Regions from separate parts of the Mus musculus genome. Here regions 1 and 3 are each linked to region 2. A link is a contact called in public HiChIP or PLAC-seq and promoter capture Hi-C data. All regions are on one chromosome and are shown on one strand. Each heading gives the region's core, a stretch centred on a gene start, on an enhancer-like site or on the middle of the called end of the contact. The rest is flanking DNA. Distances are from core to core; before and after follow the strand shown. Region 1 overlaps Mapkap1 (mitogen-activated protein kinase associated protein 1). Region 2 holds the start of Lmx1b (LIM homeobox transcription factor 1 beta). Region 3 overlaps Mapkap1 (mitogen-activated protein kinase associated protein 1).

What was found. Promoter capture Hi-C pulls out the DNA fragments that hold promoters and counts their contacts. HiChIP or PLAC-seq counts read pairs in DNA pulled down with a chosen protein or histone mark.
Region 1: an H3K4me3 HiChIP or PLAC-seq map of embryonic forebrain shows a contact between it and region 2, with 4 times the contacts expected there. The contact joins the enhancer-like site here to the promoter of Lmx1b in region 2. A contact is called at or near these places in 5 of 39 promoter capture datasets (the 3T3-L1 cell line, the C10 cell line, the HPC-7 cell line and 2 more), 1 of 115 datasets of contacts at active chromatin or transcription factors (embryonic forebrain) and 1 of 9 other capture datasets (liver).
Region 3: a contact with region 2 is called in a promoter capture Hi-C map of stem cell-derived epiblast-like cells, with 4 times the contacts expected there. The contact joins the enhancer-like site here to the promoter of Lmx1b in region 2. A contact is called at or near these places in 5 of 39 promoter capture datasets (the 3T3-L1 cell line, hippocampal neurons, liver and 1 more), 1 of 484 Hi-C or Micro-C datasets (bone marrow-derived macrophages), 1 of 115 datasets of contacts at active chromatin or transcription factors (embryonic hindbrain) and 1 of 9 other capture datasets (liver).

The regions. Positions count from the first base shown.
Region 1 is chr2:34,607,874-34,610,987 of GRCm38.p6, forward strand. All of the region lies in intron 10 of Mapkap1 (mitogen-activated protein kinase associated protein 1), which reads left to right. Among named protein-coding and RNA genes, the nearest start is that of Gm34372, 30 kb to the right of the region's middle. Within about 2 kb of position 1,843, at least 48 of the 459 cell types and tissues checked have an H3K27ac peak or open chromatin away from gene starts, as enhancers often do.
Region 2 is chr2:33,639,208-33,642,560 of GRCm38.p6, forward strand. It overlaps Lmx1b (LIM homeobox transcription factor 1 beta), which reads right to left and starts at 1,891. Exons shown (of 8, transcript NM_010725.3): 1 at 1,235-1,891; 2 at 282-468. The coding sequence starts at 1,391. Gm39790 (a long non-coding RNA gene) reads left to right here and starts at 454. Exons shown (of 3, transcript XR_866136.3): 1 at 454-740; 2 at 863-1,023; 3 at 1,172-1,264. C130021I20Rik (Riken cDNA C130021I20 gene) reads left to right here and starts at 1,986. Exons shown (of 3, transcript NR_046275.1): 1 at 1,986-2,137; 2 at 2,269-2,394; 3 at 2,920-3,353.
Region 3 is chr2:34,530,852-34,534,087 of GRCm38.p6, forward strand. Mapkap1 (mitogen-activated protein kinase associated protein 1) reads left to right here. Exons shown (of 12, transcript NM_177345.4): 7 at 2,937-3,046. Among named protein-coding and RNA genes, the nearest start is that of Gm34178, 43 kb to the right of the region's middle. Within about 2 kb of position 1,345, at least 42 of the 459 cell types and tissues checked have an H3K27ac peak or open chromatin away from gene starts, as enhancers often do.

The DNA.
Region 1 (3,114 bases), core at 593-3,092, 970 kb after region 2:
TCTTTTTTGAAGCTATAGTCAGGGTGTCAGTCAGGTGGGAAGTCTCAGCCCTCAGGAGGTCAAATTTGAGGCCTCCCTGGGCTACATTGTAAGATTCTGTCCAAAACAGGAGTAGGAAGAGAAGGAAGGGAAAAGGGATGTCATAAAATCTTCTTTAAGGCTGAAGAGATAACTCAGCGGTTAAGAGCACTGACTGTTCTTCCGAAGGTCCTGAGTTCAAATCCCAGCAACCACATGGTGGCTCACAACCATCTGTAATGAGATCTGATGCTCTCTTCTGGTGCATCTTAGCTGCAGTGTACTTAGATATAATAATAAATAAATCTAAAAAAAAAAAAAGAAAGAAAGAAAAAACTAAACTTCAAAAAAAAATCTGCTTTAAGTTCACTGAATGGTCTCTGGCAGAAATGCTTTTAGTTCTATGTCACCTGGCTATCACAATAGAAAAACTAACTAGATGATGGTGGGCTGCATTAAAGAGAATGCTAGCAAGGAACCCTAGCCTCTTATGAGCTAACTCAGAATGCCATCTCCACAGTATTCTGTATTCCTGTTTATTAGAAGCAAGCCACAAGGCCATCTCATAAACAGCAAGGGGTTACATAAAGCCATGAGAATCAGGCGAGAGCATCATCAGGGGATAGTTCAGAGTCCGCCTGCCATGGTGAGTGAGCCATAAGACAGCAATAGAAATGGCTCAGACTGCAGCCAGTGCTGAGAGCAGAGCCAGCAGCCCCAGCATATTCTCCAGCAGCTCTGTAGCTGCAGTCTCAGGGAACAAAGAGCTGCTCAGCATCTGACTTAAAATATCAGACTACTAACCTTGGAAGCCTAGCAAGGGCTAAGCAGGATAAATACAAAGAAAACTACATCAAGTCACATCATAATCAAATTGCTGAGACCCAGTGATAAAGAGAAAAGTTTGAAAGCACCGTAAGAAAGCGGCTGTGCACATCGAAGAACCATGATAGGAATGATCGCCGACATCCCGTCAGAACCAATGCCAGCCAAAAGACAAAGAAGTGGCGGCTCTAACACACTGAAGTAATATCTACCCAGAGTCTGCATTTTCCCAAGTGGTCCTCAGCTGAGGGTAAAGTAAACTAAAGACATTGCAGACAGCCAGAAAGTGAAGTTTGTCACCACCAAACCAGTGCAAGAAGTGCTGAAGGCTGGGGAGAGAAAACGCGAGGCAGAACCCAGCTCTCCCCAGGGGAGAAGCCTCAAGCTGCTGCCCGTGCCTGGCACCTGCATAGAATGAGCCAACTGGAGGGAGGGAGCAAGGCCTTGGGCTGGGGTGGGCAGTGGGAGGGCAGGCTGAGATAAACAGTTTTTAGGGTGATGGTTTGAATTCATGTTGGGAACAATAATTTAACTGGTAGTTAGGTGAATTATCTCCCCAAAGGGAAAACCTTCATCCTTTCTTGCTACATCCCCTTAAAAGTTGGCCAAGTGTACTTCACTATTATATATTAAATTTTGTGAAAAAAAGTGAAACATTTTTCTGTGTTCCGATGTATCTATAATATATTTTTAATTTTTCCACAAATCCTGAAATATCTGCCCTCTGGTTCTTCATAGAAAAAGCTTATTTGTCTCAAAAGATGAAAGTATAAAGACAAAGGGACCCTTTCATCTATCAAGCAAGTGCTGTGAGTTCCCACATGTCTCCTAACTTGTAGCAACTCTGGGATGTGTCTACATGCTATAGAGCCCTAGGTTTGTTGGACTTTATCTTGTGGTGACAAATAGTTCATTCTGGAAGTGAGTGGCCTGGGGCTACACAGAAGTAGGAACAAAGGTTCTGTCCTGCTTGTGCTACTGACTCAGCTAAGGACTTCCCATGGAAGTCTCGTGACTCAGCCTAGTGTAGCGGTTCCCAGCCTGTGAGTCACACCCCTTTGGCAAACCGTTATCCTCAAAAATATTTATATTACAACTCATAACAGTAGCAAAATTATAGTTATGAAGTAGCAGCAAAAATAATGTTATGGTCAGGGATCACTACAACGTGAGGAGCTATATTAAAGGGCCACAGCATTAGGAAGGTTGAGACCCACTGTTCTAGGGAGTGATTTTCTAACAAATTTCGACCATGCTTGGGTGCCTAGATTTTCCTCTAAATCTTGTTAAATGCAGGAAGTTAGCACAGAAGAGAAAGTAAGTAGTTAAATAATAAAGAGGAGGATGGGGAGACCTGCCAGGAGTTGATCACAGAATAAAGTCAAATTGACAAGTAGAGAAAGCAGGAGACAGCCCAGTGTGGTAACTCAGGTATGGGGACCAGCACCCAGAAGGCAGGGACAGGAGGAGCAGGAACTCAGTGCCATCTTTGACTACACAGTGAATTAGAGGCCAGTCTGGGCTCCATGAGTCTCCCCAAAATCCAAGGGAGGGTGGGGCCTAAGGCAAGGCACAGAAGTATAAAACCGTTTTGTTCCAAGCTTGGAGCCTTGTATGGACTTGAGGAAACCATGCTGTTCCGAGTTTCCACATAGGAGCGTGATAAAGTAATCCTTCCAGGCAGGCAAAGGGCTTATGGGGAAGAGTGGATGGTTGCATGTGCACCTGCACCATAGAGGCAAGCTCCAGACCCATGGAGAGACCCTGGTTCAGGGGAATATGACAGTGAACAAGCAAGGCACCTGGTATCCTCTGCCTCCACATCAAGTATGGACATAGACGCACATAAGCGCACACACACATATACACAAGCACACACACATACACATGCACACTTTTTTTAAGTGTGTAACTTCTCATTTCCTCTTACTGGAGAAAAAGTACATAATATGGGATTTTAATGCTTAAAATAGAAAGGAGTATTGAAAGTGTAAACACGGGCTGGTGAGATGGCTCAGCTGGTAAGAGCACCCGACTGCTCTTCCAAAGGTCCTGAGTTCAAATCCCAGCAACCACATGGTGGCTCACAACCATCCGTAATGAGATCTGACTCCCTCTTCTGGTGCGTCTGAAGACAGCTACAGTGTACTTACATATAATAAATAAATAAATCTTTAAAAAAAAAAAAAAAGAAAGTGTAAACACAAGGAGAATCATTCAAAGTGCTCCTAAACTATTACTTGTTTTGATGTTGTTGTTTCTTTTTGTGTT
Region 2 (3,353 bases), core at 641-3,140:
CCGACCAGTCCGCCCCGGGCTTTGTCTTGTACCCCAATTCAGTCACTCTGCGCAGGTTTCCGGGACAACAGATGGCACCTAGGGGCACCCCACCACTGTCGGCTGGAAGGAGATGATTCGCCCCAGCCCGGAGACACGCAGCCCTTTGAGCCATCGGAGCTGCCGGGCCCAGTGGAGCGCAGAGCCGGCCGCAGGGCGGCGTGGGCCCTTCCCGGCAGGGACCGGCCGGGCTGGAGTGCTGGTCCATGGCGGGGAAAGAGAGGAGGGCGAGAGGCGCTTACTGTTGGTAGTCTTGTTTGCAGTACAGTTTCCGATCCCGGAAGTAGCAGCTGGTGGTGAGGGCTTGCTGACATGCCGCGCACTGCAAACACTCCTCGTGCCAGGACGACTCGTTGACTCGCATCAGGAAGCGGTCGGAGATGGGCCGCTGGCAGCCCTCGCAGACGGCGGGATGCGGGCAGTCGGAGCCTGCAGCGCACAGGGCGAGAGCCGGGCCGTCAGCGCCGCTTGGCCCAGCCCCGGAGCGCCTCCCGTCGCCTGAGGACCCCAGCCGGCGAGCCAGAGACCCGGCAGCCCTAGACAGCACGCTCCTTTCCGTAAGCTGGGGCGCCGTGAGGCCGAGGGCCTGCAGCCTTGGCTGGGCGCTGCGCTCTCCCCGCTCGCGGAGATCCAGCGGATGGTGTTATTACCAACGAGAAGGAGCTCCGCGCGGGGTGGCCGGCTGGAACCCAACCAGCGAGGTGAGGCCAGGACACTCGCTGGCTGACACGCCCCACGATGCTGTTGGAACCTTCTACCCCAAGAACCGCGGTTGGGATAGACCCGGGGATAGTTTTCTCTTCTAAAAGCTCCCCTTCCCCAGGTGACCTGGCCTCTCTCCCGGGCTCTAAGGAGACAACTTGGTTCTCCAGCATCCCTGCCACCCGCTTCCCACCCCAGCTCAGTCCAGTGTAGCAGCACTAGAACCCAGACCCGGAGAGGACGGTGTGAGTGACGGCTGAGGCTGTTCAGTCCTCTGTCTAGGTGACGTCCCTGAACGTTTTCCCCTCAGGGAGCTCTGTCTCGGTGTGCTTGTTACCCCTCCGGTGGTCATTCCAGGGGTCCGGACCCCCTCCCCACGTCCTGAAAACCTATTTTCTTTATTCTTTGCCCCTCACGCCGGTATCCACAGCGGCACGACGGACAACCCTACCCCCTGACCCGCACTATTCGAGCGTTGCGACCCAGCACTCACCCAGCAGCACCCCCAGGGTGGCGGGCCCGGGGCGAAGGGCGTGCTCCTCCATCTTGATGCCGTCCAACATCTTGATGCCGTCCAACATCTTGGCGCAGTCCGTCTGCCCGCGAGGGAAGCACCTCTCCAGCGACTCGGGACCTGTTGCTATATCCATGGGACGCCCGGCGCGCTGCGGACCCCGCCGGCTGGGCCGCTCACCCTCCGGCCCGTCCGCCCGCTCCGCTGCAGCCGGGGAGGCGCGGCGCCCGCGGGGTCGGGGCCGCCCGCTGCCCCGGGGCGAGCGTGGAGCGGCGGCGCGCTGGCCCCGGGCCCCGGCGTCGTGCGGGAGGGCCCGGGCGGCTGGCAGCCCCGCGCGCCGCTCTCTACCGGCTACTCGCAGCCACGCGCACTCGCTGCTCGCCTGTCACCTGCTTGTCAGCCCCGGGTCCCGGCTGCAGCAGCGGGCGGCACGCGGAGCCGCCCGGAGGAGTAGGAGGAGGCGGCGGCGGCGGCGGCGGGCGGGGGAGGGGGCGGGGGTGCAGGGGCGGCCCCGCGGGCTGGGGGGGCGCGGGCGTCGCAGCAGGGTCCCGGGCGGGGCGCAGCAGGCCGCGGGGCTCCAGGCGCGCTCCCCGCACTACTCCAGTGCCATGGTGCGCCCGAGGAGCCGCTCGGTTTAGAGCTGGGGCTGGCGGCGGAGGGATACTCCGGCCCCGAGCCGCCTCACCCCTCCTCAAACTTCCTGACATTTGAACTCATTGGTGCGCCTCGTATCACTGCGCCGGGATGAGCCGGCTGCTCCACGTCAAATAGTGCCGTCGCCTCCCCCCCTCCCTGCGGGAGGGCTCCCTTAGCCCCCGTCCTGCACCCCGTGCCGCGCCCTGAATCCAGGCGACCATCCTGTCCACCATTGGCAGAAGTTTGGTTAGCCATCGAAACAAATCCTGTGCCCCACCCCTCTTGAAAAATTGATTTGGGAGTTGGGGAAATCAGGCTTTCTTTTTTTTCTTTCTTGCCTTTTTTATTATTAATATTTTTGTTGTTTTTTTTTTAAGCTCCAGCGCTCAGAGGAGTGGCCCCAAGCGAGGCCAGACTGTGAGGACGGCGGGGAACGCAGCGACTTCTCCAGGGGACAGCGCCAGGCGGGAGCGGCTGGCCCAAACCCGGACTCGTAGTCTAAGGTAGGTCGCAGGGTCTGAGTTGGTGTCCCCTCGGGAGGCGGGGCCTGCACCGGACAGCCTGGTGTGCTGAGAGGGCTCCTAGGGTCGAGGGATGGGGAACATCAAATGTAAGCAAGAACCGCTGGCCCCGGACTCGCCAAAGGGAACCCTGACCTGGGGAGGGGGTGTAAGGGCTGTAGTTTGAGTAAGTAGTCCCAAAAAGCCCAGGCCTGGCAGAAATAGGGCGGGGGAATGAGTTGAGGGGGCTCTCATAGCCAGAATGGGAGATCTTGGGTGAAAGAGGACGGTCAGGCCCGGGTTGAGACCAAGAGAGTGTTAAGAGGGTCAACAGGGCTCGGAAAGATATCTTGTTCCCGGCCGGGGTCAGTGGGCGAAGGCTGGGCCTCCCAAGGCTTGGAGTATGAGGGGCAGGTAAGAAGTGGTGTCCTCAAGATCTAGGGGTGGAGGCCTGGAACGGCATGGGTACAGTCGTTCTAAGGAAATCTGTGTGACCTCTGAAATCGGTGCCCTTTCATTGTGGCTAAGGGACCTGGCCAGGGTTAGAGACTGAGCGCTGGCCACCCTTGGCAAAGTGGGCCTCGACAGCGGGCAACGCAAGGCCAGCGGCACGCAGCTGGAGACTCCTGGGTGCATCCGGCCAGACATCCGCGAGAAAACTAGAAGACGTCGCATCGGGAAACAGGGTACCTTCGGCCCCACCACTCCCGCGCGGGTTTCGTCCTGGAATAGCAGGAGGGATGGTGCGGTCCCAGGGCAGGAGTTAACAGCCCCTGCGAGCTGCTGCTGGGCGGCCCTGGCCCCTCCGGCTGTGGAGCAGCGGCGCGAAGCCGGGAGGGGATGGAGGGCTCGGAGGGCGGGTCCCCTGACCCCGCTAGAGGCGAGAGGGCGGATCAGATTTGGAGCCTGAGGGAGGCTTGGTCAGAAGTGGCCCCCTGTGCTGGGGGGGCCCCCCGGAGGGG
Region 3 (3,236 bases), core at 95-2,594, 890 kb after region 2:
GCAGACTTGAGAGGACCCAGCTCCGAGTTTACTGGCAGCAGCAGTAAGTCAGCTCTCTGACATGGAGTTTCATGATAGACCTGAATAAGGATCCCACCAGAGATGCAGAGGTGCTCAGTCGTCTGTGCTTGCATCCCCAGCATGCCCTGTCCTGAGCCCAGAATAAGACAGACAGCACACATCCTGGACATGCATCCGCATCCGATGCTCCCTTGCCCTTCCTTTTTTCCTTCCTTCCTTCCTTCCTTCCTTCCTTCCTTCCTTCCTTCCTTCCTTCTTCCCTTCCTTCCTCCCTCCCTTCCTTCCTTCACTGTTGTTTTCATTTTCCTCTCATGAACCCTGCTACCCTGGCTTCAGCTTGGAGGCTGTAAAGGAAGATGGAGAGCCGAGTTACCTCAGAATGATCACTATCGTTAACATTCACGGGTGGTTCACTTATCATTCCTGACTGCACAGACATGGCAGCCACGCGGAAGCGTCCGCAGGTGTAGCATGGTGATACATATTACATTGTGCCACAATGGATTTATGTATTCTGTAACAAAAGAAAAGTGTAATGAAAAAATACAGAAGGTGATTCTTTATTCCTCCACTACACAATTTATCAGTAAGGCCTGTGGAGGGAAGGGCCAGGGATTTCCTCTGCTTGCTTTAACCTTGTCACCCAGGTATGTTTTGGTAAAATGACAGAAAAATACAGACTGGGGATTTTCCTTTGCTTCAAACCTCTTAAAAGGACACTTTGAATTTATGAAAGTTAGTCCAGATATGAAACTGCCTGTTAAGCTTTTACTCTGCTCTTTGCTGAAAGAGTTGAGCATACTGGCTTGCAGTGATTTTATCAGCCGGCCAAAGAACGGGAGCCAATGCAGCAGTTTATAAACAGACAAACTCTACCATCGGTTAGGTAGCTGCCGGGTGGATGAGGGTTCGTGAGGCCTGGGCCAGTACTAGTTTGCAAATCTCCGAGAACTTGTGTTTCCTTTTGGCCCTACTCATCTGTCACCCAACATATTGTCACAGATGGAGGACATACTGACTTCTGAGGAGAAAGCTGGGGCAGGCAGATCTGAGTGTGGTTGATTGGCATTTGTTCCAATACTCACTGGCCTAGTGCCAAGGCAAACACCCGCAAGTTTTTAATGCACAAGGCTCTTTACATATCAGTACCCTTGCCAAAGTTTCACTTACAGCAGCTCTCCCAAAATAGAGTTTTTTTAAAAAGAGCTATTTCTTATTTTGCTTTGATCAGTAAAATAAACTTTTAAAGATTGTTCTGGGATGGGGTCCAGCTTCTGAGGTAAAGAATGGTTGGAGCTCAGGCATGATTCAGTAACAGAGTGTTGAGTAAAATTAGCTTGACAGCTCTCAGGCCTGCTGCTCGATAGCAAAGAACCTTCACCAAGTGAAAATGGATGGCTGTGCTGGCCAGGGCAGCATCAGCTTTGTGCTTTGTAACAAATGGGACGTCAAGGAGTAAACAGCAAGCTGCATGGAGAGGAGTGCTGTGGACATGTCTCTGTGTTAGGGAAACAAATTAGATCCTTGGTTTTTAGATTAGCCCATAGCCCCTGTGGGGAACCAGCTACCTGGATGGGTCTAGCCTGGGCTCCAAGCCCCATCCCAGCCTCATCTACCATTGGAAAGCTTTCCCAGAGATTGGCTTTCCTTCAGATTTCTTGTCAGGATTAAGCCTTGCCATGGGTTTTGGCCATGTTTCCCTTGAGATTCTTATGGGGAAATGGGAATGTGACCAAACTCCTTGGAGCAATTTTCATGTTCCATAGTTGGAAACTTGGGTCCCATTTTTTACATGAGCAACTCGGAATTAGTGTGTTTTATTCCAGTGCCCAAAGGGGGGGAATGGGTATATTTTTGTGACACTTGTCACTACAATAACAGTCTCTGTGAAATGACAGCTCACCCAGATGATGAGCTACTGGGTGGGTTTTTTGTTTGTTTTGGTTTTGGATGAGTTTTTGTTGTTGTTTTTGTCATTTGTTTTTTGTTTTTTTGTTTTGGGTTTAGCATCTGTTTGGTTTTTTTTGTTGTTTGTGTCTTTGTTGTTTTTCTTTTCTTTTTCTTTTTCAATCTCAATTCTTCTCCAACCTAATTTGATTACAAGCTTGCAAGCAGTGTTAGTGTTTTGTCTTTCGTTTCTTTTGCTTAAACTAATATTTTGTTTGATTTTTGTAGGACTAGGTAAAAAAATCACTTATAGTGGAGTATACACAGATTGTATATTAAAAGTGGGGTGGAATGGGCATGGTGGGGCACACCTTTAATACCCGGAGGGAGGCAGAGGCAGGTGGAGCTCTCTGAGTTTGAGGCCAACCTGGTGTATATACTGAGACCCTGTCTCCAAACAAACCAAAATAACAACAAAAGATAAATGGGCAGACCAGTGTTGTACTAGACGGTTAAAAGAGCCTTTTTTCTTTCTCTGGGCACTGAGGAGCTTATTGTGACAGTAGTCTCTGCCTACAGTGACAGGGACTGACATAAATCAGGCTCTGTCAGCTGCCAGTCTTTACTACAGCATTTGGCTCCCAAGCCAAAACTGGGAATCTGGCTCCTTCTGACACAAGCAGACCAGGTTCAATCTGCAATGAATTAGAGAAGCCTGCAGCAACTCTGACCTTGGTTCACTTCATGCTGCTTCTATTAGAATGCCCTCACAAATGCCTGGGAATATGGGTTTTGTTTTGTTTTGTTTTGTTTTGTTTTCCCAAGACAGGGTTTCTCTGTGTAGCCTGGCTGTCCTGGGATTCACTCTGTAGACCAGGCTGCCTTGGTTCTGTGATAAAAGATGTGTACCACCACTGCCTGGCAGATTTCTCCAAAATATTCACCGGCATTTTCTGTACTGTTGTTTTGAACTTTTCCCAGTGTTGTGTAACTATAGTGATAACTCTTGTTCTTGTCTTTCCCTACAGAAATGCTGCTCATGGATTCTCCCTTATCCAAGTAGACAACACAAAGGTCACCATGAAGGAGATCTTGCTCAAGGCAGTGAAAAGAAGAAAAGGATCCCAGAAAATTTCAGGTGCGTTAGTTAAATTATACCACAGCCATAAATAGAGGCTTAACACTTAGTTAAAAGACTCTGTGTGTGTGTCTGTGTGTGTCTGTGTGTTTGTGTATGACAGAGAGTGAGATGTCTGGCTACATTGTTTTAGATATTCTTTTGGTTTTTTTTTGTTTTTTTTTTTTTTTTTTTTTTTTTTGGTTTTTCG